Regions from separate parts of the Mus musculus genome. Here region 2 is linked to region 1. A link is a contact called in public HiChIP or PLAC-seq data. All regions are on one chromosome and are shown on one strand. The core of a region is the stretch at or near the end of the contact, and the rest is flanking DNA. Distances in the headings are between cores, read along the strand shown. Region 1 overlaps Cpe (carboxypeptidase E). Region 2 holds the start of Tmem192 (transmembrane protein 192).

Region 1 (4,352 bases), core at 770-3,269:
ATAGTGTGAAGGTGATGTTTTAAAAACACAAGTTGGGGAGATGACTCAGTAGGTAATGTGCTTGCTGTGTGGTGAGGACCTGAGTTTGGACCCCTAACACCCAAAGAAATCTACTGCTGGAGAGACAGAACCAGGAGGATCTCTGGGGTGAGCTACAAATTCAGCCAGAGACTTTGTCAAGAAAGAGAGAAAGGGGGAGGGGGAGGAGGAGGAAGGGAGGGAGGGGGAGGAGGAGGGAGGGAGGGAGGGAGGGAGAGAGAATATCAGGAGGTAAAGATGTTGCAAACATTGTATGAATGAGAACCAGGCCTGTTGGTTGGCATTCCAGACTAGTTGGAAGAATTAGGACACACAAGAGTGGGAACAGCTCAGAGTGAAACAGACTAGAGCAGCTCTCCAAAATCCCAGAAGGCCAGAGAAAATGCCAGACAGCAGACTGATGAGAAATAAGCCAGGAAAAGTGCATGCTAGCCCTCAAAGAGACAGATGGTAACAGGAAGTGCTCAGAGAGGGGTGACTGTGATAAAAATCACACACTAGGAAATCACCTATCTGTAGTTTGCGGCTTTGCGGAGAAATGAAACCCCTTTGCTAGTGCGGCAAGGAAGGACGGTAACACGGTAACAGAATGTTAAGTACCAGTGTATTTGTGACTGAAGCAAGAAATGTGGCCTGGGTCATTCCATCAGCATGGAAGTTCTGCTTAGATTGTGACTCAGACTGTATCGTGTGACGGATATGAAAGCCATTGGAATCGCATTAAATGCTTCTTGATCATCTTCATGCAATAAAGTGTCCTCCTTGGCTGCTAAGGTAGAAGTAATAGGCTTCCGACTGTAGAAGTAAATGCTTTACACATTCATGGTTGTTTTCTATGCCTATCCCTGTTCATCTTCAGAAAGGAATGTTAGAATAGGGTGTAGGAAATGCTAGTCATGGTTGCTTGTGCCCTTCATCATGAGACAAATCTTTTCTCTATTTTTTGAGTGAAAATATACCAAGGTATGAGTTTGGAAAAGTGAAAATATTTTACATTTTTCTTCCTTTAAAAACTGTATCAGGTCTGCTAATGTGGCAATGTGGCTCAGTCATTCCTATGCAGATAATATTTTGATTTCTACCACGGGTGAATTCTTTTACGCCTCCCCAGCACACAATTGCTTTTGAGGCAGGTCCTTGCTATGTAACTCAGACTGGATTTGAGGTCAATATGTAGCTTGCCTCATAATTCCTGGCTAGGTTGCCCAAGCACTGAGGTTGCGGGCCTCAGCACACCTGACATATTTTTCATATATTTTTTGCAAACCACCAAAAGGGGTTTCTCTGGATTTTGGAATGCCGTGGTCTTCTGTTGCCCTGTGCCATCTACCAGGTACTTTGCTGCACTGTAATTCTATCAGCCTTGGTGCCCACTCCCACAACAGGCCTTCCTCCACCACCCAGCAGCAAGAACAGAGCCTTTACTTGCTGTAGCTCAGAATGCTGCTTAAATGCCAGCCATCTGGCACTTCTCTGGGCTCCACACTTTCTGCAATTCCCACGCATTTGCAGGTTCCCCTGCAGCTGTTTCTGTTAACTTGTCTGTCCTCAGTGTGTTTTATGGATTCAATAAGGCACTTTGAGGGTCTGGGAAGAAGGTTGCCTTGCCTGGCTTCCCAGGCTAGGATCTGAACTTCATGTACTTATCTTTTGATCTGCCTTCTCTTCCCACTTAATATTCTGTCTGAAGTGGGGCTCACTCTGTAGCTGGCGGAGCTGGTCCTCATAGCTCCTGCTTCCTTGGACCGTAGTCCCGCACCTTAAATGTCTGCACTTCTGGGTAGCATCTACTTATATACTATTTCCCTCCATTTATTATTTCCATGTTCTTGTTTCTAACCTAGTTCACTGTTTTTTTTTGTTTGTTTGTTTGTTTGTTTTTCTCTTTTCTTTTGTAGCCTTGTAAGAGGTTTATCTCGCTCTGCACCTCACAAGCCATTCTCCACAGAATTCTTAAAAAGTGGGGCGAGTTAGCTTGGGAAATTGTACTAAATACCCTACTTGAGGATTCCAAGAACACATTAGCATAAGAAAAGATCTGAGAAGGGTTTAAGTGAAAGGGGAAAGAACGTTTGAAGTCGATTTAGTGATTCCAAGAACGTCACAAGTAAGACGTTACTTGTGTAGAGGAAGACTCTGGGCGACTTTGATGTTCTTCTTTAATAGCAAAGGGAGACTTGCCTCTCCACTTCTTTGTTATTTGATATGAGGAGTATTGAAGTTTATTTATTCAGGTCACTGTTTTTTTGTCCTGATTGTTTACCACATATATTTTAGCCATGACTCACCCTTAAAGAGGAACTTTTCCATCTCTTTTATATTACAAAAGTGGTTTGGTTCATTTATTTTTATATTCAAACTGAAAAAGCAACTGAGGCTATGACATTATCTTTGAATATTGTTCTCTTAAAATGTCATTACTACTGTTTTCTAGAGTATTTTAATGTTTTCTTTGACTTTATTTTGAGACAAGATCTCACGATGTAGCCCTAGCTAGACTGGAACTTGCTATATAGATCACATTGGTCTCAAACTTCTAGAAATCTGTCTACTTCTGTCTCTCGAGTGCTGGGATGAAAGGCAAGCAACTCATTTTTGTGTATGTATCTGGAGGAGCTGATGAGATGGCTCAGTGAGTAAAGGTATTTACTTCCAAGACTGATAACTTGAGTTTGAAAGAAAGGTAAAATTTCAAGACCTGTAAGTCATATAAAGTACTCAGAAATTGCTGGTTATTTGTGAGCCTAGAGGCTGCCTGGGGCTGAGAAAAAAAGAAAAACAAACCCGGGCATGCCCCGTAGTTAAAACATTCCTGGGAACAGCTTGACCATGAAGATAAAGAGGAATGTGAAGACGTATCAGGGCTATCTGAACTGAGTCAATAACTTACAGAACTCTGACACCCTGCACGTACATGTAATTTTTCTGCTGATGTTTGAATAAGCCAATAGTTTGTTGCTTTGCTGAATTCTCCACTAAGCCCTTTACCCCATAAAACCCCCTAGTTTTCTAGCCTCGGGGTCGAATCCACTGTCTCCTGTGTAAGATACGTTTCGACCTGGAGCTCCGCCATTAAACTACCTCATGTGTTTACAACAAGAAAGGATTCTCCTGTTTCTTTGGGTGCTCTCTCTCTCCCGAGACTAGAGTGGGGGTCCCAAAGGGGGTATTACAAGTTCAATCCTTGAAACCTACATAGTAGATGGCAAAACCTGACTCCTGTCCTCTGGCTTCCACATGTCCGGGGTCTCTTGTAGGCCCATTTCCCAAGTAAACAAAGTATAAATACACTTATAATATTAAAATGTCTACGTAATCTTTCTTTCATATTGATTCTTTCTTTTCTTTTTTCTTCTTTTGAGACAGGGTCTTACTTTGTAGCCCTGACTGGCCTGGAACTCACCATGTAGACACAGCTGGCCAGAATCTCATAGAAATCTCCTGGCCTCTTCCTCCAGAGTAGGCCTCTTCATGAGAACCTCGAAGCTGGCAGCAGTAAACTTTTACAGAAAAGCGTCTGCATATTCGGAGTTCAGGACTCTTAAATGCTCAGCCAAAAGTCAGTATGTAGACCAGATCTTCCTCCCTCTGCCTCCCAAGTGCTGGGATTAGCGGTAGGCCCTCATGCCTGGCCTGAGCATCTCTGGCGCTATCCCAGCACTTTGTTTGGACACTGGCTATTGCCAGATTTCTGTGCTCTGCATGTAGTGCGGATTGATTGACAGATTGACAGGTGAACTGCACAAAGGCTCAGAGGGGTGTCCTCCTTGGAGAATGGTAGTGCAGCATTTTCCTGCATCTCCCAGTTTCAGTACTGTTGTCAATCCATGTATTACAAAATATGCCCACATAAAGCTTAGTGAAAAAAATTCTATTTTCTTTCAAACACAGTTTTAAAACTATGAAGCTTAAACAGACAACACAAAATGTAAAAACAGTAGCCAGTCAACATGAAGAGTCATTGGATGCTTAGTTTATCCCAGGTCTGTGATTCAGGGTTTGCTTTTACATAACTAGTAGACAGGTAAGAAACACCTGGCCTTAGTGAAGTCATTACCTTACTTGGCCAGTCATGGCTGGCTTAGGGGCTTGCCGATAGGTTTCATGTACCTAGAAAAAAATATTTTTTTATTATTATTTGAAAACTGAATGTAAACAGAAAACAAAGAAAAGAGATATACTTGTTATTGGGGAGCTCTTCCCCCCCCCCCTCCTCCTCCAACCCATGAGCACTCTTTGGTGTTGGAGATCAAGACCCAGAACTTTGAGCTCCCTAAGCAATTCTGTCACCCAGTTAAATCTCTAACCACAAA
Region 2 (4,247 bases), core at 438-2,937, 290 kb before region 1:
AGGTGTGTCTCTGTGTTTCCAATTGCTAATTCTGGACCAGCAGAGAGCTAAATGCTGGCAGAATCCTGGTCTTGCCATTTCTACAGCCCATTACTGGGTTTCTATTTTGTAAATATTCATTCTCCCCATCTGATCTAGAATCGTATCTGATTGGCTGTAATAAGGAGAGGAGAGACAAGAGCTAGGCAGGAAGTGGAGGGTGGCTTTTCCAGGAGAGAAAGGGATTCTGGGAGAAGAAATCAGAGGTGAGGGATTCAGCCAGCAGACAAGGGGGTAAACAGGACCAGAGCTGAGCAGAGAGGTAGAGGTGGCCATATGGCATGACATAGTGCCAGGATTAGTCTGGTTAGGGCAGCTACAAGACTGCCCTCCATGAGAGGCCTAAGTATTAAGTTTCCAAGTAGTAGTTGCTTTCCCATTTTCTCAGTTGAAAAATAACTAGATTAGTCCTGCTGTTAGAAACATATTTCATCAAGAAAATGTAACTAGCTACATCATCCTAGCATTAAAATGGGTTGAGTCAGGGAAGATAGGCAAATCTGAGGCCAGGTTAGGCTATATAATGAGTACCAGGCCAGCTAGGGCTACATAGCAAGTCTTAAATAAACAAATAAATAAATAAATGACTGCAGGACCCAAACACACAAGAATCTAAGCCCTTACAGTTCTGGAACCTTGCTATTATTAATTATTATTATTATTATCATTATTATTATTATTATTTTGATGTACTTTTATACTAAGACCATGATAATGTTTTTATTAGTTATTAGCTCAGGTCACTGTGCTAAGATAATGTCAGCCTTGCATTTCTCAAGGGCAGGAATTGTATTATGCCACTGGACAAAACAGTTTGTTCTGGAAACAAACGCATGTTTCCTCCCAAAGTGTTTCCCCCGCCCCACACCCAATTTCAAATAAATCAGTGTCTTAATGAGCTTGCAAACTCAAGATTTTTGCAACTGTATTATTCTATAATGGCTACATCATGAACTGGGCAACCGAATACTTTTTTTTTTTAAAGCAACCAAGCACTGTTCCTATCATGCCTACATTCAAAACAGCACATGATAACTGTTATGCGCCAATCTGCGTTTCCGGGAGATGAGAGCTACAAGTCCGCCCGAGGGATGCTGGAGGTTAGAGTCACTCCAAGTTCCGGGTGCTCTCCGACCAACGCAGGAGGGCCCACAGAAGCCGGGTCACCCGGGCTTGCAAGCCCGCCTGTCAGTCTCTCCCAGGAAGGACAGATCAAGCCAGCTCGCATCACGTGAAGCTCCCATTTCCGGAACCAAAGACGCGCACTGCACGTGAGCCGCCGAGTGAAGGGTCCCGCACGCCCACCCTGCCGTGTCCCTCCGATCGTTCAGGAAGACGTTCCCGGGGTCCGCGGTCCCCGCCCGTCGCGTCACCCCGCACCCTGCGTCCCCGATGGTCGAGCCGCTGCGGCTCTGGTTAGCTCCTAGCCCGCAGTCTCCGCCCCCTGAGCCCAGCACAGGAAGCCGAATGGCGGGGACAGGGCTCGGCGCCTCACTCACGTCCTCCAGCCGGCCGGCCGCCGCCATGACCCGCCGTCGCGGGCCGATGCCCCGCCAGCCTGACCTCTCCACCAGCGCCCGGGCGCCGACGGCCCGGGACAGTCGCACCTACTAGGACCTGCGCGCCCCGCCTCGGACACACCCACTCTGCGCTCGCCCCGCCCCGGCCGCCGAAGGCCACGCCCCTCCACCTAGATCAGCCGATCAGCAGCCAGGGGCGTGGCCCCCCCTGCAGACTCCAGCTTTGAGCTGCAGTGTAGCCCAGGCGGTTGTTTTGGGGTTTCCCCTAAACTGTTGCTTCATCCATTTATCAGAGATTTGGAAATTAAAGGATGAATTTCTCGAGCAACCATTTAAACCAAGTAAACTACTTCTCTTTAGAATATTAACTTATTTCTGTTGGCGCAATTTTTGTTTGCAACAATATAGATAGCTCTGTTTGGAAAAAGACGCAGTAAAAATCGCAATTCCACCTGTAGAGGGACTTAATTAGAATAGATTCCAATTTCTATAACACGATTTACAGATGTCTCCACAGGAAATTTCTGTAGTTTTTTTTTTTTTTTAAGGTATTCTGTTTCTGTTTTCCCCTTCCCCATCTCTTCTTTTTCTGTCCTTTGATTATTTTTGGTTTCAGTTTTGTTTTTATGAGACAGGGTTTCTCTACATAGCGCTACGTGTTCCGGAACTCACTATGTAGACCAGACTGAACCCTCGGAGATTCGCCTGTCTTTGTTGCCTAGTGGAATGCTCGGATGAGCCGCCACACTTGACCCAAGATTAAGTCAGTTCTTCCACTATGTGAATCCTGGACTTGACAGCAAAAGCCATTCATTGCCCAGTCCTCATTTTTGTAAAAATTAAAACAAAGTCTCAAGTAGCTCACACTGACCTAGAAATTGATGTGCACTGAAACGGGCCTTCAGTTCCTGATCCACTTGCCTTCACACAGTGAAATCTGGCATCGCTAGTGTGCATCATCGCAACGGATGAGTTGTTTTGTTTTATATACAAAGTATTTTTAAAATGCTTTTATTTTATGCATTTCAGTGTTTTATTTGCATGTGTGGCTATGCACTGTGTGTGTGCCTATTGCCCAGGGAGGCCAGATGAGACACTGGAGTTAGACAGTGGTTCTGGGAATCAAACCCAGGTTTTTTTTGGAAGAGTGGTTAGTGCATTTAAGCACTGAGCCATCTCTGCAGGCCAAGTTTTAAACACACACACACACACACACACACACACACACACACACACACAGAATCCAACTGGGGAAGTGGGTGTGGTGGCACACACCTGTAGTCCCAGGTCTTAGAGGAGACAAGAGAATCGTGATATCAAAGCCAGGCTTTGCTTTATAGTGCGTTAGAGGCAAGCCTGGGTTACACGAGATATCTCATGAAGAATGAAGAGAGATTTGAGGAAGAGTCCTCAAGGTCTGTGGTTGAAGAGGAATTGGAAGGCAAAGATGTCATCAACGCCGAGCAGACTGGGCCCCAAGGACAGTGACTAGACTTGTCCATTGGAAAGAATGCCTGTCCTCGTGTCCTGGAACAGCTAGCTGAATCATGTTGGCTCCTTCCTCTCTACAACCAGCTTCTCCACAGACCCTGGGAAGGAACAGCCCTGAAATCCTCAAAGGACATTTCCTTATGTACTGCACACTTTTAACTGGCCTTTACTCTTTTAAATGAGCATTTACTGGCGTCTGTTAATTATATGTAATAACAGGTTTCATTATGGCATTCTCATACGTGTGTGTATAAGGTATTTTAGTTATATACAGCGCCCGTTGCCTTCTCTTGCCCCCTCCCACTCATTCCCTTTCTTTTCCCAGCTAGTCCCCTTTCTGATTGCAAGGCAGCAATGTGAAATGTGTGTGTGCATGCTTGAGCATGTGCCTGTTTGTGTGTGATGTAATGAGTGTAAGATTACATACTTACAGGATCATGTGTCACTTAACAATCCCTCCCTCTCTCTCACTCTCCTCTCCCTCTCCCCCCTCCCCCTCTTTCCCTCTCCCTCTCCCTCCCTCTCCCCCTCCCCTCTTTCCCTCTCCCTCTCCCTCTACCCCTCCCCCTCCCCCTCCCCCCTCTCCCTCCTTGATTAATTCTTTATTAAGAATATAGAAAGTCAGGCCATTGAGTGGCTTAGCAGGTAAAGGTGCTTACTCTGAAAGCCTGACCTGATGACTTTCGTTCAATCCCCTAAACCCATGAAAAGTAGCAGGAAAGTGTTAGAGAGATGACTCCGCAGTTAAGAACACTGGCTGAGTTCAATTCCTATCGACCACAAGGTGTCTCAAAACCATCTATAATGGGATCTGATGCCCTCTTCTGGAGTGTCTGAAGACAGCAACAGTCTACTCACATGCATAAAATAAATAAGTAAATCTTTTTTTTTTTTTAAGTAGCAGGAAAGAACCAACTCCACAGTGTTTTCCCCGACCTCCATTTATTACACCACACCACGGATACCCCACCCCACAGAGGAATAATAAACAAAACAAAAAATCTAAACATACTTTAAAAATAAGTAAAGTTGGATTCAGATCTAGTTTAGCTGTGTTGGACTTTTTTTTTTTCTTTTGTGTTTTGAGGCAGAGTCTTATGTAGCCTAGGCTGGCCTCCAATTCCTTCTGTGGCTACAGATGACCTTGAACTTGTGATCCTGTCCTGCATGACAGGTAAGAAACACAGGATGCTGAAG

Evidence for each region. HiChIP or PLAC-seq counts read pairs in DNA pulled down with a chosen protein or histone mark.
Region 2: a contact with region 1 is called in an H3K4me3 HiChIP or PLAC-seq map of stem cell-derived neural progenitor cells, with 2.9 times the contacts expected there. The contact joins the promoter of Tmem192 here to the enhancer-like site in region 1. A contact is called at or near these places in 5 of 39 promoter capture datasets (the 3T3-L1 cell line, cranial neural crest, embryonic stem cells and 2 more), 1 of 15 datasets of contacts at CTCF or cohesin (the NIH/3T3 cell line), 1 of 484 Hi-C or Micro-C datasets (cerebral cortex) and 11 of 115 datasets of contacts at active chromatin or transcription factors (the 230-238 cell line, bone marrow-derived macrophages, embryonic basal ganglia and 5 more).

The regions. Positions count from the first base shown.
Region 1 is chr8:64,655,423-64,659,774 of GRCm38.p6, reverse strand. All of the region lies in intron 1 of Cpe (carboxypeptidase E), which reads left to right. Among named protein-coding and RNA genes, the nearest start is that of Cpe, 36 kb to the left of the region's middle. Within about 2 kb of position 2,019, at least 40 of the 459 cell types and tissues checked have an H3K27ac peak or open chromatin away from gene starts, as enhancers often do. A contact at or near this core is called in cerebral cortex, embryonic basal ganglia, embryonic forebrain and 2 more, where this site is marked.
Region 2 is chr8:64,944,625-64,948,871 of GRCm38.p6, reverse strand. Tmem192 (transmembrane protein 192) reads right to left here and starts at 1,687. Exons shown (of 6, transcript NM_028427.3): 1 at 1,539-1,687. The coding sequence starts at 1,565. Gm32507 (a long non-coding RNA gene) reads right to left here. Exons shown (of 4, transcript XR_379050.2): 4 at 4,137-4,247.